Regions from separate parts of the Rattus norvegicus genome. Here region 1 is linked to region 2. Evidence: chromatin contacts called from public Hi-C data. All regions are on one chromosome and are shown on one strand. The core of a region is the stretch at or near the end of the contact, and the rest is flanking DNA. Distances in the headings are between cores, read along the strand shown. Region 1 overlaps Tnik (TRAF2 and NCK interacting kinase). Region 2 holds the start of Tnik (TRAF2 and NCK interacting kinase).

Region 1 (5,379 bases), core at 1,033-3,532, 260 kb after region 2:
ATCAAAAAATGAGCCTTCCCCCCTTTAAAAGAAACCCATTTCAACCACTGGTTGTTGTTTTTATTAGCAGAAGACTTCCTTTGTAGACATACACTAAGTTAATCTCATTACTTGAGAGAAGAAATCTCAAACGATGGGGCTTTGTAAATATGGGAGTCTAAGACAGGCAGAAGAATGGCTTCGGGCAGGAGCCTCTGCCTTGGCCTGGGTGCAGTTTTTATGAACTGGGGTAGGGGTTTGCTGACAGGATGGAAACAGGATTTCTTTTTTTATCCCAAGAAATTTTATTTAAAGTGTTTAAACTGCCTTCACATAAGCAAAAGGACGACTTTGTCTATATTTAGAACTGATCGTGAAGCTCCTGGCTCCCATTTTAGATTAACATTGACCTAAAGCCCCTGTTCACACCTCGCTTCTCAGGACCTTCAGCTGTCAACACTTGAAGTCTATGTCTTTTATTTGGTTTTTTGGTTTGGTTTTGGTTTTTCTATTTGGGGTGGGGAGCACTGAATGTGTACACACACACACACCACAACACACACCTACACACAAATGTGTACAGAAGTCAGAGGAGGACATTAGCTATTGTCCTCAGTCTTATTGCCACATTATTATTTTGAAGACAAAGTGTCTTCTCCAAACTCAATGCTCCTTTTGACTAGGCTGCCTGCCTTGTGGTCACCCATGATCCACCTAAATGTCTGTGACCCAGCACTTGGGTTATATCATCACATGCAGCTTAGAGTTTACAAGGGTGTTAGGAATTTGAAGTCATAGCCTCTTGCTTGCCTAGAAAGTACTATTACTTATAATAGTGAGACATTTCCACAGCTTGACTTTCCCTTCTTTTAACCTGACTAAAACCTTACTCCTAATTCCTTTCTGTTTAATGTTTTGAGATACAGAATTATACATCACTATTATTATTATTATTATTTGTGTGTGTGTGTGTGTGTGTGTGTGTGTGTGTGTGTGTGTGTGTGTGTGTGTGTAAAAATCTATGTATCTGTGGTAGGGTATATGTGTAGGCTAGAGGACAGTTTCAAGTACTATTCCACAAGAACCATCCAACTTAAGTTTTGAGACAAGACCTTGGCCTGAAGCTTGTTCATTAAGTTCCAGGGACCTGCCTGTCTCTGTTTTTCCAGCATCCCCTGCCTGTGTAGTTATATGGGTTCCAGAGATCTGGTTCCTCATGTTTGTGGAGAAAGCATTTCCTAGCTGAGCTGTTGCCTCAGCCTACATTTCTTCTAAGTCTTTTGTTAGAATATTTGGAGCTCATATGTATGTGGTGATTCACTCTTACTAAGGAAATTACCCAGGAGTTCTCACATGGCTACTTGTGAAATGTAATGCTGTCACACAGACTCTGCTTGGACATGGATGACTGATACCATGGTCTTGGCCTGTAGGCAAGCTTTGCTTGCTAAAAATACCAGTTGGCTCAGAATACTCAAAATGCCTTTGTTACTAGCAGAGTAAAAGCCTGTCCGCAAGCCTTATCGACAGCCTTTGGGATGCTTGGCAGTCCTTTTATCTTTGCATAACTTATACTTTGTTTGAGAATTCTCAAGTCTAAAAATAATTTTTTTCTTTTTAAACCTCAATACACGCTCATTTAGAGTTGAATACTCGAGGCTGTTGAGGTTGGTTTTGTGTTTCTGTCTGAAGGCATTTCCTATTGTGAGGTTTAAACTACCCCTGGCAAGTGAATCAGCCTTTTCTTACAAAGCTGCTGAATTTTGAGTTTGGTTCACACCTTCATAAATCATGCAGATGGGATCTGTGGTTATTCCCAACCACATAAGATAAAAATACCACATTCCTCCCTGAGGTTTCAAAGCCTCCAAGGTCACTAGGCTGATTCTTTACTGGGCTGGGAGTTCTTGGAAGTTGCTTCTAACCTTGTCTTAGCCTCTTCAGAGGCTTGGTTCATCCTAGGAAGAACTCCAGCCCTTGGCCCTGTTCCCACCTCTTCTGCCTGACCCTCCCATGCCCATTAAAGAGAAAGGATCTACTCACTGTCACCTATTTTTGTGGGTGATTGACTGGTGGATTCCTGTCCAGGCATTCTGCCTTAGGACCTACAGCATTAAAATGCCATCTTGAGACCTTGTTCCTTGTTATAGGAACTTAAAACTGATGAACTAGCAAGGGACTGAATCCTTTAGGGACCTGGGAAATCATCTCAGAATTGACTTTCAGAATCCCCTCAGAAGTCACTGAGTCTGTAAAATGAAACTGTTGTATTTCATGATTCTCTGCCAAGAACTGTGCCTGAGCCTTGTAAAGACTGATGTCAGGACTGACTCATGCTTCTGTCATGTCTAGGGTAGGTGGAGAATAAAGCACAGTCCTGGGGAAATTCATGCATGTGTGTGTGCGTGCATACGTGAGTGTGTGTGTGTGTGTGTGTATGTGTATATATATGTATGTGTGTTTGTATGTGTGTGTGTTGTGTGTGTTTACATGTGTGCATGCATGCATGTATACATGTGTTTGCATACATGTGTGTGCATGTATCTACATATGTGCGTATGTGTTTATATATATACCTGTGTATGTGCACATGAAAGAGAAGAGAGAGACGGAGACAGAGAGAGACAGAGATATATTGGAACCAGAGCTTCCCATGTACTCCAGCACCAAGTAATATCTCTACCCCATCACTGTAAAGAGACAATATTATGTTTCTTAGTAATGTAAGGCAGTTGGCAAAAATCTCTAACGATCGACCATGCGAATCGTGAAATGTGTCAGGACTCAGTTCTTAGAAAACAACCTTTTTCACTTAGACAGACATAGTTATCCAAGTAATCCAAGCATTTTTTTTTATAATCTAGTCACATTAAACCATGCTCTTTTTAGAATACATCCTTCAGGCCCCAAGCCAGTCCCCATCTGCCTAAGCACATTTCTCTCACCACATTCAATTTAGCCTCCTTTCTTTCTTCCCAAGTGGTATGAATCGTTTCTGACCCAGCTGTTCAGATGATACTGGAGAGTTTTAAACCTCAGATTTCTTTCGGTATCCTGTCCAACACTTTCATTACTGTGCACAGACCGAAATGTTGTCTGCAGGGTAGACTGTCTCCTTGTTTTGTGGTACAAACTTGAGCAAAATGACTTGTGCTGTTTATCAGAGGCCTAGAAGCACCTGTGCTCGTTGCCTTTCAAGCCCCTTCTGCCCTGTGTCATTACCATGCAAGTGAAGTCGACCTTTAGGACAGAGTGACCATGCTGTGAGGCAGTAAGCAATATGTATTTGAGGGGTTTAGTTACTGACAGCTTTTCATTTATTAGTGAAACAAATGTTCACCTCAGAGCTGTATGTCTATGCTTCATGTATATGCATGTTAACTTTTGTGCAATGTACCTGCATATGTGTGTGTTAGCACCAGGAGGCAGAAAGTTGACCTCTGGTGTTGTCTGTGTGTGTGTCTGTGTAGGGGGTGTGTGTGTGCGTGTGCGCGCACGTATGCGTGTATGTACAAGTTGGGGCATCTCTTATTCTAACCAATTAGGTCGCCAATTAGGTTAGAATGTTAGGCTACCAAGCTCTGGAGATCTTCCTGTCTCTGCCTGCCCAGTACTACTCTGACAAGTGCAGGTAGCTCTTGCAGTTTTATCTGGGTGCTGTGTGTGGAACTCAGGTCTTTGTGTTTGCATGACAAACACTTCAAACCCAGAGCCATCGTATTCATAACATTTTACCAGAGTGGAGATGGGATGGGCCTGGTTAGGGAATGTGTCCCTGGTGGTTATCTTTATTATCAAGTTGACAGGGTCTTACAGAGGGACTATCTTGTCTGTATGGATTTGGCCCCTGCCAATAAGAATGTGATGGCCTATAGCTTAGGCAAGAAATAGGAGGGGGGCATCAGGAGGTAGAAAGAGGCTGGGATACAGCCAAGTGGGAGATTCACCCTAGAAGAGGTGAGGTCCAGACAGACGCATGGCACTTGAGCTCAGGTAACCAGCCACACGGCAGAATGTCAACTAGAATAAATGGGTTATTTTAAGTTATGATCTAGTTACAGAAAAGCCTAGCTATATGGCCAATAGACATTTTGAGATTGAGTCTTATCTCTGGGAACATGGGACTGGGAAGAAAAAACAGAAGAAACATTTATAGGGTCTAGAATCACCCAAGAGAAAACCCTCTGGCCACGTCTGTGATGTATGATGTAGGTTAGTCTCTGGCTATGTTTGTGAAGGAATATCTGACTATGTCCATTGATCTAGAAGGCTTGTCCACTAGGGTGACACCATTCTATGAGCTGGGGTTCCAGACTGAACAAAAGGGAGAAATCCAGATGAACACAAGCACTCGTCTTCCTGCGCTTCCTGACTATGGATACCATGTAACCAGATGCTTCTGTCTCCCCACACTCCTCCTTACTCAGGGCAATAGGCTATGCCTTTGGGCTGTGACACAACATGCCTTTGTAACAGGTCAAGTAACTGATGCAGCCTCTAAGGTCACGAAGCCACTAAGATGATGTTTTTAAAGTCGGCCTTGAGTACTTAATGAATACTCACTATGGGTAAGGCCAAAGGCCATAGAAATCTCAGTTCTCATAACAGAACTAGGACGAGAGCCGTGTAAAAGATTTTTGTTTACTTTTTCTTTTGTTTGTAAACCACCAAGCTGTTAAGTACCCAGCACATTAAGCTCTATGTGAGTGATGGTGTGTCTCATTGCCTTAGTATAAACTCCCAGAAAACGTTCTTTCCAGGGAGATATTAGTGATCCATTGCATCCTCCGTGTGAGATGTAAAGTTCTTGATTTGCCTCACTCAGCTGGGCTCGGCATGTTGAGCCCTGTGTCTCCTTATTAATGAGATAGGGCTACTTGCGGGGAGGGAAGGTCCCTGCTGTGTGGTGGCAGTAATTATCAGTGTTGTCCTGTGGATGTAGGAACCCATTGCTGGCAAGTTCTGGTTTCTTTCGATTTCTTTCTTTCTTTAGAGTCCCATTACATAATTTAACAATCATTTCGTTCCTCAGTGAGATGAAAAGAATGGAGAGGCCTTCAGCTGCAGTTGAACAGAGGAACAGATTATAGAAATCACTGACATTAGTGCCTGGCTAGAGCCGGCGTGCTTCCGACTGAACATTTGAAAGTATTTTGTCCAATCTAATTTTGAAAGGCTGGAGTTGCTGGCTTCCACTTCTCTCTTTGGGGACCACAATTATGTGGCCTAATAGGACCCAATAGTAGGACATTTTCTCTAAATGACATGAGAGCTGTTGATGCATCCCTGGGAGGTCTAGCCACTATGTCTTTTCCAAAATGTGACTGGAGGTAAGGACACAGACATGCTCGGCTCGTGTGGGAAGATGCTTTCATCATGTGCCCCAGTATGTGTTTTTGG
Region 2 (5,748 bases), core at 3,018-5,517:
CCATCTTTATTAACTTGAGTATTTCTTATTTACATTACAATTGTTATTCCCTTTCCCAGTTTCGAGGCCAACATCCCCCTAACCCCTCCCCCCTTCTATATGGGTGTTCCCCTCCCCATCCTCCCCCCATTACCGCCCTCCTCTCAACAATCCCGTTAAACATACCAAGAACAATCAACGCCTATAACTAGCAGTCCATATTTCACTATTCCAAACATGTAACAATATTTGCATCGACTTTTAAAATCCCAAGGTTCTCACCGTGCTTCCTTGCCTTCCCTGTTTCCTCTTCTTTGTCCTCCCTGGCCAGTTGCTTTGCCCTTCCAGGTTTTCCGTTGTTGTTGCACACTTCCCTCAGAGATATCCAGCAGACAGGTGTGTTTTCCTGGCTCTGAAGATATGGCCGAATGGCCTCAGCTCCCCCAGTCCTTTCAGATCAGGTCAGGAGCAAAACCTCCCCTTGGTCACATCCTAACTGCCTATACCTCTTGCTAGTTTCTTTTTTTCTTTTCTTCTTTCAGACACTATTTTTTATAAAAACTCATAGTCTCATTTTCCACTCTTTAAAAATCACAGTCAAAAACCAGCAAAGAAATGCCCCCGGAGTGAGTAGACAAGATGGGAGGGTATACCCACCCAGCCCCAGGGGGAGAGGGTGGGACACCACACACAGCTGCGTGACTGGCACAAGGGGGCATGTGGTGGGCAAGGTGGCACCTGTAGGCAATGACCACTGACATGACATGGGCTAGGGGGCTGGGCAGCGTGGGGGGGCACACTGACCAGCCAGGACAGGGAGGGCTGGCCCCAGCTGGGTTCTTATGCTGGGCCACCCACCTGCCCAGGTTGTCCCACTGTGGTCCTGGGCAGTGAACCTCACACAGCCCAGAGTTGGGGATCTAGGTTCAGGCTAGGCCGGTGTGGCCCAACAATCTACAATCACCTTTTCTATGCTCCTGAGTCCAGGCATGCAATGGGAAGAGGGGACTTGCAGGGAGGCCAGCAGCAGCCTCTGCCAATGGCAGCCTCCTGATAAGGTAGGTGTCACACACAGGCTTTTCCTGAACAAGGAACCTGTCACTGTGGGAGATCTAGAAGTCTGAGGAGACAAGGGCCTTCTCTCACCAGTGGCAAGAGGGCAGGACAGCAGAGGTCTGTCCCTCTGTGGCATGGGAGCTGTGATAGGAAAGTTCATCTACTTGCTATTTTCTCTTTTTCCGGCCAATTCACATCATGTATCTAAAATAATCTTAGTTGCTGACCTCTTGGCCTACACTTCCTGTCTGCCCTTGTGAAAGCTGGGGTTCCATGTTACCTGGGCTGTTCTTTAAGAAACGCAGAGCCTGAACAAAGCAACAGCCAACCAACATGTGATGGTAGAGTCTTCTCTTCCGTTACGTTGACGTGAATGCTCTTCTTTCTATAGGAGGGGGTCTATCTAGTACAGTGGGGTACTCACCAGAGAAGACTGCCCAGACACAGGTTTAAGCCAGAACAAAGTGTTTATTAGTCAGCCAGCAACTATGCTGGGATCCCAGTGTAGCCCACAGCCTTTCTCAGGGTGAGTTTTTAAGCACAAAACCCATGTCCTGGGTTGGACATACTACAGTTAACAGGAACAGTTAGCCAGGAGCAGAACCACAGAAGCCAAAAGGCAATGCTAGTGCTTTTTAGAGACTTTCCTAGAACTGCAGACTTTGATGGATTAGGCCTATGTTTTAGTTTTAGCAGATGGCGCGGTCTACATGCTAACTTTTACAGCTGAATGGTACTTCTATCATGGAGTCAGTGGTGCTAAGGTCTTGGTGCCTACTAAGGCCTGGGGCCCTATTATGTTCAGACTGCTTTTTTTTTTTTTTAATAGTAGGTTTTTTTTTTTTATAGTAGTGGCTTACATTTTCTTTTAAATTAAACAAAATGGAAGAGCTGTTGATAAGAACACAGACAGTATTCAGACAGGGAAAGAAATCAGAACGTCTGATGGAGTAGCTGAAATCTGATAGGCACTTGGCCTAAAGAAGAGAGTTTGATGTTCCTGGATAGGGCATGCAAGGTTCTGGCTGATCTGCCCTCAGCCCTCTCCTGGTCCTAAGATTTCCCACCCTTAGCCTGCCACTGCTTTCTCCCCCTTCCCCCCTCACTACCCAGAGTGCACTTTGCTGATCCCTATTTGAGGCTACATCCATCCTTACTGTCTTGGAGGCAGGGCTTCCTCAGAAGTAACCACAGTGCTGTGTACTATTCTGAACCAATCGTAAACTCCAAGGTAGAACCTTGAGACAGTTATTAGGTTCAGGGGAAAAGTTCTTTTTGTGGTTTCACATAAGTCTGTACTACTTTTCTATGAGAGTGTTTATCTCTTAGTTTCAAGTTTGAAGCTTCAGAAGTAGCCCAGCTTATGAATTCCAATACTCTAATTTGAAATTACTTTCTCTCACCTTGAGACATAGGTTAACCTGCTGTCTAGAGGAAGGGTGAGTTTAAAAAAAGAAAAAAGATGACATACAAGGGAAACAGTAGTGGAGGGAAAGATGGCTTCTATGTGGTCCCTTCATGGTGGCTTATGGTTCAGCACTTATTAATGAGCGGAATGACTTCAGTGGGGGAATCCAAAGACAAATGGAGCCTTTAAAATATTTTTTAAAACATTTAAAGCTACTTTGCCTTAAAGGCAAAAGCTCCCAACCCATTACTGACATTTGTTTGTTGTCGGAACAGCATTCTAGTTTATTGGTGGGGTTTAGAGAGCACTTGATTGGCCACACTGAGTCCAGGACTAAACAGTCCGGCTAGCACTAACTTCGTTAGCGTTCGTCTGTTCATTCATTCATTTAACTTGTTCTGAAGCTCATAATTAGTTTACACTTCATGACTTAAAAAAAAAATGTAGCACCAGCCCAGGTGTTGGTGTACGCATGCAGTCTGAGGACTTGGGAGGTACCGACAGAACGATGAGGAGTTCAAGGCCTTCCTCAGCTCCACTGTTAAGCAAAGACACCTGAAAGTACCTAAGGTCTGTCTCATAACCAAACCAAGCTAACCAACCAATAATATAAATCAAAAGAACCTTTACTCCCCCCAAAAGAAAACAAAACAGAAAGTCAAGAAAAAAACCAAACCCAATGCGCTTGGCCTCTTTTTTCAGCAGTTGTGAGAGGAACACTCTCGGAACTATTCATGAGTTGCAGTGAGTGTAGAGTTGAGTATAAATGTTTTCTTCCGATTTGTTTTGTGTGGCCAAACTAGGAGAGAGGAAGGGCCGCCCGGGGGTTGTGGGAAGTGACTACACTTTTGATAAAGAAAGTCCGGTTACCACTGCAAACACCCAGCTTTTGAGTGAGAAAACGAGCGAAGTCAAATAGCTCGTGGGTCACTGCTCACTATCCCGGAGCCAAACTTTCTCCATCTATCAGGGTAGGTCAGGGGCGGAAAAGCCGCAGCGGAGGAAACGTGGAGTTCAGCACTATATTGCCCAATTAATGTCGGCCTGGGAGTCACCTGAAGCCTTCGAGCTACTGCACCCAGGGAGAAAGCCTCTCTTTTCAATTCGGTCATTTCCGTGGGGAATTGCGGCACGCGCAGGTCTTGGGTGTGGCGATGTCGAGACAGAGCTCACATCTCTCGGATTTCCAGCTTCTAGCTAATCTACCCAGCTGGGAGAACCACAGATGACTCTGGCCTGCCTTCCTACAACCCAGGGGCCGCGAATGACCGTGACCCGGTGACCACTGCCCAGCACCAAAGCCAGGCTGCCGGCTCAGCGCGTGTGAGAGTCTCCCCAACTCGCTCTGCGCGGGGAGGCGGATCCCCTTCCCTGCGCACAAGTCCTTATATGCACCGGTTGCACCGGCCCGCCTTTACTCCAGCCCCACAAATAATTAATGGGGGAGGGAAGACGCTGCTGCCTCCCCCCACCCCCCGCTGCCTCTCCCCACCACCCTTTTCAGAACGCAGTCAAGAAACCCCAAGATACGATCTTAGAGCCATTTTGGTGCAGTGCACAAATTGGACATAATAAAAATAGCTTTCAGGTTTCTGCACAGAGAGGTTCGAGCACGGCTCTTTAGATTCAGCACTATTAACCCACGAAAGCTGGGGCGGAAAGGGTGCGTACCCCTCCCCCACCCTGGCTAGTGGCGGAGGGACCCGGTCAGGAAGCGCGGCCTCTCCCCAGTCGGAGACCACGCCTCCACCCCCCCCACTCCTCCCAGGAAGCGGTGATAGACAGTTCTGTGTGGTTCTCCACCCCCACCCCCCCAGCTGAGTGGAGGAGTTGATATGTCTCATTATAACAGCCAATGCAGCCGCCATCCACGCACAAGCAAAGAAGCATGTCCCATTTAAATACACCCACGCAGCCCCAGCGCCCTTAGCCGATCAGGGCGCGCAGCCCACACGCACCGCGGCTCCGGGCTTGGAGATCCGCGCAGGTCGGGCTCCGGGATCCCGCGGATCGACGCTCTCGGAAGATCGGGATCGGACTCTTGTTGGGGCCCGGGTGGGCGGGGGAGGCTGGGCCCCGGGCCTCTCTGGCGGACAGCCGCATGAGGACGCGAGCGAAATAGACCAGGGTGGAATTGCCAAGGAAGACGCTTCGGGGTGGTTTTGGTCCATTTCTCCCGCGAAGAGTCGACATGGCGAGCGACTCCCCAGCTCGCAGCCTGGATGAAATCGATCTCTCCGCCCTGAGGGTGAGCAGAACGTGTTTTTTCTTTTCTTTCCAATGGTCTGGGGTTGGGAGAGGGAACGTTCCTTGCCTTCCTGTTCTGATTCCGTGGCAGCCTAAGGGTTCTAGGCTGAGACCCTACCCCTACAGCAGGGGCTGGGCTCTCCTTGTGCTCCTTGGCTGCTCCCGAGGCTCCGCAAGGAAGCTGGGGGAGCTTATGTCAGTTTCATCTTCGATCGGTGTAAGAGCATTACATGAAAGGCTGGTGTGTGTGTGTGTGTGTGTGTGTGTGTGTGTGTGTGTGTGTGTGTACACCCGGGCAACTGTCTCCTGCCAAGGCGCGAGACCCGACTGCTCCTTGCTGCAAAAAGATTCTCCTCGAGAAGAAAGGCACTGGCCCTCCACGTTTGCCAGCTACCTGCAAGATGCCATCGTGAGCTAGCTGTCCCCACCAGCGAACCCTGCTACTCCAAGGGAGCAGTAATTGCTGTTCTGGGCTGGTCTTGTAGGTGGTAACTGATTCCCTTCCCGGGTTCTGCCTCCCGTGTTGGGGCTCTGGCTCAGCCAGAGTGCACTCACCTTTATCTGTGGTTTGAACTCAGCCCTGCCTATTCCTTCCCTCGGTGACTGTGACCTTTCAGTTTTATGGCTGAACTTCAGCAGGTGAAAGAGACGTTTCTCCCCACCACACCGGAACTCCCTGGAGAGACTGTGTGTGTGTGTGTGTGTGTGTGTGTGTGTGTGTGTCCAGGGTCTGTGACCAGTCCTTTGTAAAACACATTCCCTTCCCCCAGCCCCAACGCTTTGCCTTTACCTTCTGAAACACCTCAGACATCGTTCCATTGTATTGAATAAGACTTTAGTGATCCAGAATCCATTTTGCTGTTGTTTGAAAATCAGACTGCCAGGAATCCCATTGCAGCCTCGACGCTTCCCCACCCCCACCTCTAATCCCAGCACACTCCTTCGGGGAAGGGGGCCGAGCGTTCTTGCCATTTTAATTAGATGCTGCCTGCCAGGAAGAGGGTGAGGAGGGGTGGTGGCAGTGGCAGCAGCAGCAGCAGCAGCAGCAGCAGCAGGCA

What was found. A called contact is a pair of places that touch in the nucleus more often than the background predicts.
Region 1: a contact with region 2 is called in a Hi-C map of psoas muscle, with 1.7 times the contacts expected there. The contact joins the enhancer-like site here to the promoter of Tnik in region 2. A contact is called at or near these places in 2 of 12 Hi-C or Micro-C datasets (frontal cortex and psoas muscle).

What each region holds. Positions count from the first base shown.
Region 1 is chr2:113,372,174-113,377,552 of GRCr8, forward strand. All of the region lies in intron 4 of Tnik (TRAF2 and NCK interacting kinase), which reads left to right. Among named protein-coding and RNA genes, the nearest start is that of Slc2a2, 170 kb to the right of the region's middle. Within about 2 kb of position 2,283, at least 22 of the 93 cell types and tissues checked have an H3K27ac peak or open chromatin away from gene starts, as enhancers often do.
Region 2 is chr2:113,108,670-113,114,417 of GRCr8, forward strand. It overlaps Tnik (TRAF2 and NCK interacting kinase), which reads left to right and starts at 4,268. Exons shown (of 31, transcript NM_001106422.1): 1 at 4,268-4,691. The coding sequence starts at 4,635.